Linked DNA regions of Ovis aries: region 1 is linked to region 2. A link is a contact called in public Hi-C data. All regions are on one chromosome and are shown on one strand. The core of a region is the stretch at or near the end of the contact, and the rest is flanking DNA. Distances in the headings are between cores, read along the strand shown.

Region 1 (6,145 bases), core at 696-3,195, 240 kb after region 2:
CCTGTGCCTCAGAACTGCACGGCTCTTGTGTGGGAGGGCCTCTTAATTACCAAATTGATTGTGCATTTATCTGTACCATGGCTGGACTGTCTGCAGCACTTGGCACTGTGAGGCTGTGATGCACCAGGTTCTCCTCATCTCTTACCTTCTCTCTTCGACTAGCTTCCTCTGGCCACCCCCAAACAGTGCTCACACCGCACCCCCTTCCTCGCTGCTCTTTTCCATCCCAGGCGCTGACCCCTGCCTCTGGGAACAAGACTCCTCAGTTGGTATGACGAGTCCAGGTCTCTTCTGAGATGGAGACCTGTCTGCTCACTTGGCTGCTCCATATGGTGGGCCCATATGGTCAGCTTCCTCTCTCCTGGTATCTTGCCCTCTGCACACACACCCAAGATCAGCTCTTCTTTCTTTAGTCTGTGTCAGGGTTAGCAGCACCACAGTCGACATATCTAGTTTTTCACATCAGAATCCTGAGATTCATGTGAGATGGCCCTCATTCTAATGATTCACATCCAGTCTACCACCAAGGCCTGTCAGTTCAGTCTTATGAATACTTCCGACTCCTCCATCCTCACTGCCTTCACTTCTGGGCTCTTGAGGGCTTCCCTCCTCTAACTTGACTCTAAACCACATGTTTGATGAATGATCATTCTGAAATACAAAAGTAACTATCTACCTCATGTTTATTCACTGCCTTCCAGTTTCCTATAAATAAAAATCCATTTCTTAGCCTGCCCTGATTCCCACTAACCCATTCAGATTCATCTCCTTGAATCCCCATCTTGCATTTTATGTAGGATACTGCTTAATGCCTTTGCGTGTTTGCCTAACTCTTTCAGCCTGGAATTCCCTTCTTCTACCTTGTGAGTCCAGTGTATTTCTGTTCATTCTTCAAAACCCAGCTCAGACATCTCAAGGAAACCATTCTTCACTTACAGAGATGGTTAACAGCTTCTTTCTGTTTTACCCCCTGGACTTTGTACACACTACGGCACCCTTCCTAGTATCTGTGAGCTGCACCTAGGGAACAGCTTGTTGATCTACGTTCCCAGGACCTGCTCAGGAAAAAGCTATAGACCCAAAAGTAAAGTCTGCACTGCCAAATGAAGCCTCAGCAACAAAGGGGGAGAGAGGTGAGGCCTGGCTTTCCGGCAGGTAGGGAGGAGCTGGATGGTGCAGACTCCACGAGGAACGTGTCAAGTGACCGCCTTGGCGCGAGACCCAAGTAAGGGCTTGGTTCAATCCCAGGTGTCTTCCCGGGCCCAGCTCTGTGGGGACAGGGAGACCCCGAAGCCAATGTGCAGCCTCAGCCTGATCCTGTAGACCCGGTGCTGCCCAGTTTTAATGCGGACAGGACCAGCTGAAAGGTTTCTGAGGTGGGAGGGCTAAGAGAGTCTGACTCTTAACTCCTTCCTTTCTCCCAGGCTTTCCCCAAGGGTCTTTCCAGCACAGGACAGGGGAGTGAGATGAGCGGGCTTGTTTTCTCCTAGGGACCGGCGAGCAAACAGAAAACAAGAGGCTCAAGAGAGGCAGCCTAGGCGTGGAGGAGACGGGGGCCTCCCGCTCTGCTGGGGCCCTGAGCCCGTCAGAGGCCGCCTCGCGCCGCGCCGAGCCCACCGCGGCCCCGCTGACCTTTAGCAGAAGCAGGACGGGCCCCGGGAGCGGCCTGGAGGTAACCGAGCTAAGGCCGAGTCGGCAGGGCGGGGACACGGCCACGGCCGAGGGGTCCTCACCCCAGGTCCCCTTTCCTCCCGCAGGACGCGGTATGGCTGCAGGAAATTTCCAATCTGTCCGAGTGGCTGAGTTCTGGGCCTGGGCCCTGAACCTGGCGCCCTTCCCGGCGCTTCCACACCCACCCAGCCGCCTCCGGGGTCGCCTGTTCCGTTTTTCAATAAACCTGCTCCGCACGCGCACCTTCTGCTTCAGTGTCGGGACGGGACGGGGGCGGGGACGGGGACCGCGCCGTCGGATGACGTCAGCCACGCTTCCGGCAGGCGCGGGCCGGGCGGCAGCGGGATCGCGTCACTGCGGCGCGCCGCGGGTCCGGGCGCGATGGCGGCGCTGGGCGGGGACGGGCTTCGCCTGCTGTCGGTGTCGCGGCCAGAGCGGCAGCCCGAGGCGGCGGCTCTGGGCGGTCCAGGCCCCGGACTGTGCTGCTGGGTGTCTGTGTTCTCTTGTCTCAGCCTCGCCTGCTCCTACGTGGGCAGCCTCTACGTCTGGAAGAGCGAGCTGCCCAGGTGCGGGGGCTGCGCGCGCGGCCGGAACCCGCGCCTCCGCGGGGCGGGGCTGTGGGCGGGACTTGGCGAAGAGAGGGCGGGCCCGCGCCCTCAAGGGTGGCCGTGGGCCCCCTGAACTTACTGCCTCCTCCTTAGGGACCATCCTGCAGTCATAAAGCGGCGCTTCACCAGTGTCCTGGTGGTGTCAAGTCTCTCGCCCCTCTGCGTGCTACTCTGGAGGGAACTTACAGGCATCCAGGTGCGAAGGAGGCGGGGCAGAGGGCGGCGGGCGAGCGATCTCAGGACTCCAGGGGAGGGAGAGAGACTGATGCCCCCTTTCCTGTGGCTCAGCCAGGCACATCCCTGCTTACCCTGATGGGATTCAGGCTGGAGGGCATTTTCCCAGCAGCGCTGCTGCCCCTGCTGCTGACCATGGTGAGTGCTCCTGCTGTGTCTTTCCTTCTCTGCTCTTCGTCGTTAGTGAGACCCTCCTTTTTTTCCTAATCCTGGTTGTGCCCAGCTGTTGACTGGTGAGAGACAAGAATTGTGAGATGGCCCAGGGCCCTCGGGTATGCATAGGTGGGAAATCCTGGCAGAAAACGGGAAGCCTGAAATCTGATGCCGTGTCAGGGCAAGAGCAGAGGATTGTGAGCCTTTCCTTTGATTGCTCCTGTTTTTCTGTCCTCAGATCCTTTTCTTGGGCCCACTGATGCAGCTTTCCATGGATTGCCCCTGTGACCTGGCAGATGGCCTGAAGGTTGTCCTAGGTGAGTCCTCAGGGCCAAGGGAAAAAAGTAGGCAGTCCGGGATAATGAGAAGGGATCAGTGTGCTATGGTAAGACCTGAGATGTTCTGTTTCTCAGCAGTAAAATGGGAACACATATCGGGTGGCCTCTAGTCGTCCGTTCCTAATGTCCAGTGAAGCCTGTAGGAACCCCTAGCAGTATTTGGGGTGGACAGGAGAGCTTGTCCGTTGCTTCCCTTGACCTTGGTTTCCTAGAAGAGAACTGGTCCTGGGCAAGTTTTGATGTTTCCAGAATTTACTGTCAGGATACTTTGCCTCAGCTACTATTGCTTTTCCCTTTTAGTCCCCTTGGGATATTGTTTTATACTAGGTCTGATAAACTTTGAATCTTAATCTGTTCTCCCAAGTATTTATGGCCAGGGGAGGTTGTGGGAGAGGGGCCCTTGAGGCCTCTGGGTCACTTTGTTCAACAGCTAGTCTCTCATGGCTTGTCTTGAATCCCCTCCCTAGCCCCTCGCTCCTGGGCCCGCTGCCTCACAGATATGCGTTGGCTGAGAAACCAAGTGATCGCCCCCCTGACAGAGGAGCTGGTGTTCCGGGCCTGCATGCTGCCCATGTTAGCGCCGTGCACGGGCCTGGGCCCTGCTGTGTTCACCTGCCCACTCTTCTTTGGAGTTGGTGAGTTTGTCATGCCTGGTCCTGTTGAGATGGTCCTGGCAGGGAACCAAGAATGGGAAATGGGGGCCAGGGGAGGGCCTGTCCAGCAGGCTGGGAGGAGTGTGACCTGCTTCTCATCTTCCTCTCAGCCCATTTTCACCACATTTTTGAGCAGCTTCGTTTCCGCCAGAGCAGTGTGGGGAGCATCTTTCTGTCTGCAGGTGAGTCCTAGAGAGCTGGCCTGGGGCAGTCCTGGGTTGGGTGCGTGAGGGTGTCCCTGATAGTTGCTCTGGAGGAAGAGTTGGGAACTGAGGGCTCTAGTATCGGAGGGGCTGCTGACCACGGGCTTGGGGTGTAGAGAACAGCCTAGGTGTTGGGGCAGGCAGCCAGGGGAAGGGGGTGTCTCTGGCTGATGGGTGTGCAGTGCTGGGGCAGGAAGGGCATGCAGGTGTGGTCACTCGAGGCCTCCCCGTCTCCAGCGTTCCAGTTCTCCTACACAGCTGTCTTCGGTGCCTACACTGCTTTCCTCTTCATCCGCACAGGTTGGTCCTCAGTCTCTCACGGGTCCCCTGGGGCTCAAGGGCCCACAGGAGTGGGTGGGAAAATGGGAATCTGTGTTTGTTCTAGGAGCAACAAGTTTCTTCTCCCACAGTCCTTGAGACAGGCTGAGCCAGGGTCCTCTGCCTGGTGCGGTTTGAGAGGTGGAAGGAAGCAGAGGCTGTGTGTGAGGGTGGATGGGTGGCCGTTGATCTCCTGTTTCGGGGGATGAGGGTCTTAGCCCTGGAAGGGCCTGGGAGGTAGCGGGGCTGCTCCATGGACTCCTCTGTCTCCCTCCCCAGGTCACCTGATTGGGCCGGTTCTCTGCCACTCCTTCTGCAATTACATGGGCTTTCCTGCCGTGTGTGCAGCCCTGGAGCATCCGCAGAGGCGGCCCCTGCTGGCAGGCTATGCCCTGGGTGTGGGACTCTTCCTGCTTCTGCTCCAGCCCCTCACGGACCCTAAGCTCTACGGCAGCCTTCCCCTTTGTGTCCTTTTGGAGCGGGCAGGGGACTCAGAGGCTCCCCTGTGCTCCTGACCCACGCTCCGGACACACTCCTATGAACTCTCATGGGCTTCCCAGCCCCTCCCCGTCAAGGAGTACTTCAGGGGAGGAGCTGATGGGAGGCCCCGAGAACTCAGGAATTTTTGTAGGGGATTGAAGCCAGAGCTAGTTGAATCCCAGGGACCAAGAGAAAGGAGCAGACATCCCAGGACGTGGCCCCTCCTGAAAGGGTCGAGGAGCAGCCGGGAGTGAGGGACGCGGGGCCCCGGAGCCGAGCACTCCTGCCTCGCCGGGGCCTGCTGCTTCCCTGAGCTGCTCTGTGCCCCCTGCCTCTGAAAAGCTGCTCGGGGGTGGAATTTACAGAACCCCCCCCAAACTTCCCAGGGTTTTCTCATTGTCTTTTTGCATCAGGACTTTGTATTGGGATATTAAAGAGATTTAACTTGGGTAACATGGCCTTGGACCTTTGGGGATTAGTCTGTTTGGGGTCTTGAGAACATGCTCCGTGCCCCCAACCTGCCCTGAACACTAACCTCTAGGCAGGTCTGCCTGTGCCCAGGTCCCCGGAGCACTGGACAGGATGGGGCCTCTGGCTGCCCTAAGTCTTCAGTGTGCTTCCTGAGCCGGGCCCCAGGTCCTCACCAGGCGGGACTAGGTGGCACGTGCAGGCTCAGCTCATCTGGGCCCCCTGCCTGCAGCGATGGAGCCTCCAGCCTCTGAGAGGGTGGATAGTCCACTGCGGGCCTTCCACCAGGACCTCCCGGTGTCTGCCAGCCTCACGCCACAGAGGAAGCAAGTTTAACCCGAAGAGGAGTCAGCCCAGGCACTGGGGAGGGGCGGCTGTTCTGGGGCTCACCACCTCTGCCACGCGCTGTGCTCATTTGGCCCCTAGAAGAACCCAGAGCAAAGGCCCAGAGAGCATGTGCAGCCTGGCCCAGCAACACTGTAACTCAGGGTTCTTTCTAGAACCTGGCAGTATTCTATTTGCTCTTCCTCTTGTTTTTAGAATGGTCCTTATGTTCTCATTCCTCTGCCCCTAGGACACCTCTCCCTGCCACACACACTTTCTAAAAACATTAATCAAAGAGTATTATCCCTTTAGGTCCCATTCTAGACTTGAGGTTGTCATGAATCCCCTTCCCTGAGGCTGGCGGTTGAAGAAAAGGATTCACTCCCCAGGGTGCCCCCAGGTTGGCTACGACTAAACTATACTGGCTCATGAACGGGCCTTGTGACAGGTGTGTACTGACCTTGCTGGTGAATTTTTCTCTCCCCAAGCCTGTGTAACCACTGTCGAGGATGCCAAGGAATTGTGCACAGGCGGGTTTCAGAGGGTATGTTTGGGATCTGAGAGTCAGAAGAGGTAGTCCGGGCCCACCCCAGAGCCTCGGGGTGGCCCTCAGCACTAGGCCGGCAGGTGCTGGCAGGTGCCAGGCCCCGAGGTCAGGCTGGGGCTATCCCTCCACGTCCTTCCATGCCTGCTCA
Region 2 (6,251 bases), core at 1,513-4,012:
TCCAGGGCCTGGATCTTCTGCGCTCGCACCATATTATTGGCAAAGACGGACATGCGCCAACTGGCTTCTGAGAAACAATAAGCAGAAGTCAGGCTTGGGCCCCAGGCAGATCATAAAGGAGAGGTGCTTGGGGATAAGAGGCAGAGGTTTCCATGGGGAACAGTGGACCCTGGAACAGGTCTGAAGCTTATTTCAAGAAGGGCAAGGGACATCCCTGTGGTCTAGTGGCCAAGATGCCACGCTCCCAAGAAGGAGGCCTGAATTCAATCCCTGGTCAGGGAACTAAATCCCATATTCCACACTTGAAAGATCCTGCATGTTGCAACTAAGACCTGGTGCAGCCAAGTCTTTATTATTTATAATAATAGTTAAATTATTATATTTAAACACTATAATTTAATATTTAATTTTATTTATAAACAAGTATTTATTTTTAAATATTTATAATTCTTATTATAAATATTTATTATATTACCAATATATTATATGTTAATAATATAGTATTATTATATTTTATTACCTATATAATGTTTATCTATTATTAAATAAATAAAACTAAATATTTTTTAAAAAAGAGAGAAAGTCAGTACCCTGGAGTGGGTGTCAGGACCAGATCTGCAAGTGATAAGAGTGAGGCCAAAATGGGGTGATGACTCCCCAGATATGAAAGGAGAACCAAAATGGGCTCCAAAGACAGAAGGTCATGGGAAAAGGCTACCAAGCCAGGGGTCCTCCAGCAGAGAAAATATGGCCTTTGCCCCATCCCACTCCACCCAGAATGATGGAGATCTATGGTTTCTGACTAGGAAAATCAGATGGGAGAAGCGCCAGCTCCCTGAGGTGACTGCCAAGTCCTGGGAGGCTAAACAAGAACATGGGGGGATTTAGGGGCCGTCTAGTCAAGGCTACGGTTTTTCCTGTGGTCATGTATGGATGTGAGAGTTGGACTGTGAAGAAGGCTGAGTGCCGAAGAATTGATGCTTTTGAACTGTGGTGTTGGAGAAGACTCCTGAGAGTCCCTTGGACTGCAAGGAGATCCAACCAGTTTATTCTGAAGGAGATCAGCCCTGGGATTTCTCTGGAAGGAATGATGCTAAAGCTGAAACTCCAGTACTTTGGCCACCTCATGTGAAGAGTTGACTCATTGGAAAAGACTCTGATGCTGGGAGGGATTGGGGGCAGGAGGAGAAGGGGACGACAGAGGATGAGATGGCTGGATGGCATCACTGACTCGATGGATGTGAGTCTGAGTGAACTCGGGGAGTTGGTGATGGACAGGGAGGCCTGGCGTGCTGTGATTCATGGGGTCGCAAAGAGTCGGACACGACTGAGTGACTGAACTGAACTGAACTGAACTGCCCTTTCCCTTACTCCAACGCTAAGGTGCCAAGTTGGAGGGGAGGTCCTGATCTGATCAGGACACATCCAGCCAAGGCTAGGTCCTCACCTTCCTGCGAATCATATGTCCGGTTATAGGTGGTGACAAAGTCCTTGAAGATCGAAGCCATCTTCACAGAAAAGTCCTGGAAAGGCAGAGAGAGGGAGTCTTTACAAGCAGTCCTTCTCAGACACACGTGGGAGCCCCGGGCCAGGGTGGAGGAAGAGAGTGAAGGAAAGGCGCAGCCAGTTCCCCAGACAGACAAGGCTCCTCACCTGGGGGAGGGGATCCTTGTTCAGCAGTGGAAGGAATGAACTGAAAGTCTCATTTTTGTCATCTGGAGAGAGTTGGAAGAGAGGAGAAGCAGGACTGAACCCTGAGTGAAGTCTGATCTGAACCATCCCAGCACCCCTGGGCCCTCCCAGCACCTGTAGTCTTGGTATCAACTGGGCCACAGTCCCGCCTCAGTAGCATGTGTTTTCCTAGCTCGTCTAGGACTTCGAAGCTGCAGAGCTGCAGGAAGAGGAAGGAGGAAGCCAGTCAGGGGGCTGCGAGGAGGGCAAGGCCTTTGGCAAGATGGAGCTGGAGGCAATCTCGAAGGCAATCTCACCCACAGTGGAAAGCGAGGCACCATCCGGGAGCGAGCATCCAGGCCCCCTCCCTTCACCTTTCCAGGCCTGGGTAGTGACAGGGTGGGGTAGATGCGGCCTCAGATCCCGCCCCCTTGACTTGACAGATCGTCCCAACTACAGCCAGACTCGATCTGGGGGCAAAGGAACGGCAGGAGCCCCATCACTTACCAGGGTCTTCTTGGACACCGGGAGCTGACACACCGTGGGGTCGTTGCAGGGCGGCTCCACCAGGGTCGCCTTCAGCGAGTACAGGGATCCCCGGCCCGCCTGGACCGAAGGGCGGGTGAGTGGCGGCACGGCCACCCTCTCCTCTGCGCAGCCTTCATGGGGCCCGCAGCCCCACCGCGCCCTCTTCCCCCTTCCCCATCACTACAAGTCCAACGTCCCCGCCCCACGTCAGGCCCAAAGTTCCCAACCCTCGGACTAGAGCCCCGCTCACCGCGGACCCAGGAGCCCCGCCCCAAGCGCGTCCTCACCCGGCGGACGCGACCGCGCACGGCCCCCAGCGCGGCCCGCGTCCCGGCAGCCCGGCCGCGGTTGTACATCTCCAAGGCGAAGCGGGCGGGCTCCCGCAGCTCCGGGGACGCCAGCTCCCAGGCCTGCGCGCCGGCCGCCGGGGGCTTGCTGGAGGCCGGAGCGGCGGCCGGGAGCAGCCCCAGCAGCAACAGCAGCTGCAGCCAGGGTGCCATGGCGAGGGCGAAGCTGGCGGCCCGGACTCACGCACGGACGGACGCGCTGACCAACCGACGGGGCGGAGCAGCCCGCGGCTGGGGGGCCCTAGTCCTCCCCAAGCTCCGGGGCCGCGGGGCGCCGGCCAATGGGCGCCGGCCGGGGGCGCCTGCGCGCTCGCTTATTTACGCCAGGCACGTGGGTGCGCTGGCTGTGCAAGACCTGCTGGCGGGACTCAGTTTCGACCGTAGGCAGTGTTGCAAAACCAGCGTGATCTGGGGAGACGTGGCCCGATCCCCGACCTTGAAGTGATCTTCTTAGGTCTGGGAACTGCTGTTTGAGGAGAGGAAACGATACTGGCCAGAGAATTAAAACAACTACCACTTATTGCATACTTATTATATGTTGCATATATATATATGCCCTCTCCCTTTAATCTTTGTAGCAATCCTGTGAAGTAATAAATGTTATTATCCCCATCTAGTAATTGAGGAAATATAGGTTTAGAGAGACTAAGTGGCTTGTCAAACATCTGCTAAGTGAGAGGGCTGGACTTGAACGCAGGGAGTGGACTTCAGAGCTTGAGCTCACAGCTCCATCACCTCTTTGAGGCCCCTCTCCTCATCAGCAGAATGGCAGCTGATATTCCCTGGACTGGCAGTGTCACAGGCTGTTGCGTAGATCAGATACAAGCATGTAAACAGTGCACAGGGTTGGGACCATTCTTTCATTCCTTCAAGCTTTCACCGCTGTGTTCCAGGGAGTAGCAACAGAAGCATGAGCAGATACGCTGGGCATAATGCTGCCTGCTAGCAGCTCACAGCTTAGCGGAGAGACAGATGAGAAAAAGGAATTTTCCTCCAAGGTGTTACCAGCTGTGGGAGAGGAAACAGAGAAGAGAGTTTTTGGCAACCCACTCCAATTTTGTTGTCTGGGAAATCCCACGGACAGAGGAACCTGGAGGGCTACAGTCCATGGGGTTGCAAAGAGTGGGACATGACTGAGCGACTAACACTTTCACTTCCAATGCCCTTCAAGCTCCAGTCAGGCCTTAGACCTTATCTTGTGCTGTGCACTTGACACTCCAGTGACACTCTATTTGCAGAAATTCAAGCTCTTGCACACCCTGGAACCTTCACACTGCTCAAACTCCTAGACACCTCGCTGCTCTCAGTTTAGATGACGACTTCTCAGGGAGGTTTTCCTGACCCACGCCCATTACCCCTGACTAAGCTCTATGCCACTGTCTCTGTACTCCTAGACTCCTAGCTCCGTGAACTTCCTCCTTCTGAAAGATCTAAAGCTGAATGAATTAAAAACAGGAATTTCTTAGGCCCAGCAGAAGCAGTGAGACTTTTCTTAGATCTGAGTTTCCAGAGATTGGTGTCATAGTTCACCCTCGTGGGAAACAGTCATCTTCCCCAGAGTCTGTTTCTTAGTCCCTGGAGACACCTGACAAGTGTCTGGAGGAAAGGGTGGCTCATCTCATCAGAATAAGGGAAGACAGCATACTTGTAATTCATGGAGGGAAAGGAGGAATTGTTTTTAAGCTACATGCTTGGCATCTCAGGCAATTCCCACAGCAACCTTCAAGAGAGAAGCTATATGATTACACATGAGGAAAGTGAAGCAGGGATGTGTCGACATTCAGAAAAAGTGAAAGTGTTAGTCACTCAGTCGTGTCTGACTCTTTACGACCCCATGGACATAGCCCGCCAGGCTCCGCTGTCCCTGGAATTTTCCAGGCAAGGTAACACTGGAGTGGGTTGCCATTTCCTTCTCCAGGGTATCTTCCAGACCCAGGGATCAAACCTGGGCCTCCTGAAGCTGAGCTGAAAAGAGGGAGACAGCAGAGGAGACTGGGAAGAAATGGACACTGCGTGAGGAGGAAGATGAAGAAAGAATGATGTCAGGAAAGTAGAGGAAGAGAGTGGGTTTCAAGAAAGAGGAAGTGGCTGGTTGCGTTGAATGCCATGGAGAGGACAAGATGAGGGGATTGGGCAACAGGTAAGTCACTGGGGACCTCATTAAGAGTGCTTGACTGAGGACTTCCCTGACCGTCCAGTGGTTAAGAATCTGTGTGCCAATGCAGGGGACACAGTTTCGATCCCTGGTCCAGGAAGACTCCACATGCAAAGGAGCAACCAAGTCTGGCGCCACAGCTACTGAAGTCTGTGTGTCCTGGAGCCCGTGCTCCACAGCAAGAGAAGTCAGTACAATAAGAAGCTCAAGAACTGCAGCTAGAGACAGTCCCTGCACAGCAACGAAGACTCAACACACCCAACAATGAAGTAAATAACTAAACTTAAAACACAAAGTTTTTAAAAGAGTGTCGGGTTGAGACTTCCCTAGTAGTCTAGGGGTTGAGACTTCCCTAGTAATCCAGTGGTTGAGACTCTGAGCTTCCACTCAGAGGCCCGGATTCAATTTCTGTTAGGGGAACTAGGATCCTATAAGCCATATTGTGCAGCAAAAAAAAAAAAAAAAAAGAAGAAGAAGAAGAATAGAGAATATGAGAAATATGGGCAATGAATGGAGACAAGATTTCAATAAGTTTTGCCATGGAAAAAGTATTACTGTAGAGAAATACAGTACTGGGGGGGGGGCATGGGACATCTCTAGAGTATTTGGGGGACTTCCCTGGCTGACCAGTGGTTAAGACCCTGCACTTCCACTGCAGGAAACACAAGTGCTATCTGTGATCAGGGAACCAAGACCCTGCATGCCGCAGGGCACAGTAAAAAAAGAAAAGCATTTTTTAAGATGAGAGACCCTAGAGCATGCTTATGACTTGATGAAATAGGAAGGGAGATATTGATGATTCAAGACAGAAAGGGGAGAATTATAGGAATGAAGAACTTGAAAGGAGAGGGGTGGTAGTTCTCTACTGCTGTGTGGAACATTGCCACGAAATGAATGGTTAGGGCTGCAGTCTCATTGAAGGCTGGACTGAGGAAGGATCTGCTTCCAAGCTCATGTTGATCTTGGGTAGCCTTGGCCTGCAGCGATTTGAAGTAAGGCTTCAGTTCCTGGCCAGAGACTGAGGTTGGGTAGGGATGATGAGAGCACCAAATCCCAGCCACCAGATCAGTGGTCAGTGACAAGGCCCTGGCCCTTTGGCTTTGCAGAAAAGAATTCCCATAAAGACAGAAAGTAGTGAAACAAGTAAAGTGTTCATTAGGAGGAAAGAGAGTATGTAGTAAGTAGTACATGTGGATAGACACATGGATGGACTCAAGAGAAAGACAGAGTCGTGCCCTGGTGGTAGCTTTATGGGGCATTTCTTCCACGTTTCCTTTGGCCAGTCATTTTTATTTACCTGGTTCAGAGTCCATATTTGGTATAACTCAGGATCCCCCCATGTGTGCATACACATCCCTTAGCCAAGATGAATTCTACCCAGGAGGTCTATGGGTAGTTAGCATCACTTGACATCACTTCCCTTTTGACCTCCAAGGAGTCTTTCTGCACATGTGTAGTCGGAGAGGTCTCCTGACTTCAAGGATGAGAAATATGGAGTCTCTTATCTTCTGTCTGGGCAGAGCCCGACCTCCTCCCCCAATTGTCCTGCT

The links. A called contact is a pair of places that touch in the nucleus more often than the background predicts.
Region 1: a contact with region 2 is called in a Hi-C map of tail adipose tissue, with 4 times the contacts expected there. The contact joins the promoter of LOC114110099 here to the promoter of CTSF in region 2. A contact is called at or near these places in 5 of 16 Hi-C or Micro-C datasets (blood, hypothalamus, muscle and 2 more).

Annotation. Positions count from the first base shown.
Region 1 is chr21:41,265,780-41,271,924 of ARS-UI_Ramb_v3.0, forward strand. It overlaps LOC114110099, which reads right to left and starts at 1,946. Exons shown (of 6, transcript XR_009597855.1): 1 at 1,857-1,946. TOP6BL (TOP6B like initiator of meiotic double strand breaks) reads left to right here. Exons shown (of 14, transcript XM_060404116.1): 13 at 1,491-1,672; 14 at 1,758-1,913. The coding sequence ends at 1,823. It overlaps RCE1 (Ras converting CAAX endopeptidase 1), which reads left to right and starts at 2,030. Exons shown (of 8, transcript XM_027959705.3): 1 at 2,030-2,237; 2 at 2,373-2,475; 3 at 2,572-2,651; 4 at 2,905-2,983; 5 at 3,472-3,639; 6 at 3,768-3,839; 7 at 4,098-4,160; 8 at 4,458-5,111. The coding sequence starts at 2,592. The coding sequence ends at 4,693.
Region 2 is chr21:41,027,434-41,033,684 of ARS-UI_Ramb_v3.0, forward strand. CTSF (cathepsin F) reads right to left here and starts at 2,763. Exons shown (of 14, transcript XM_012102162.4): 1 at 2,487-2,763; 2 at 2,179-2,277; 3 at 1,807-1,891; 4 at 1,654-1,715; 5 at 1,448-1,523; 6 at 1-64. The coding sequence starts at 2,699.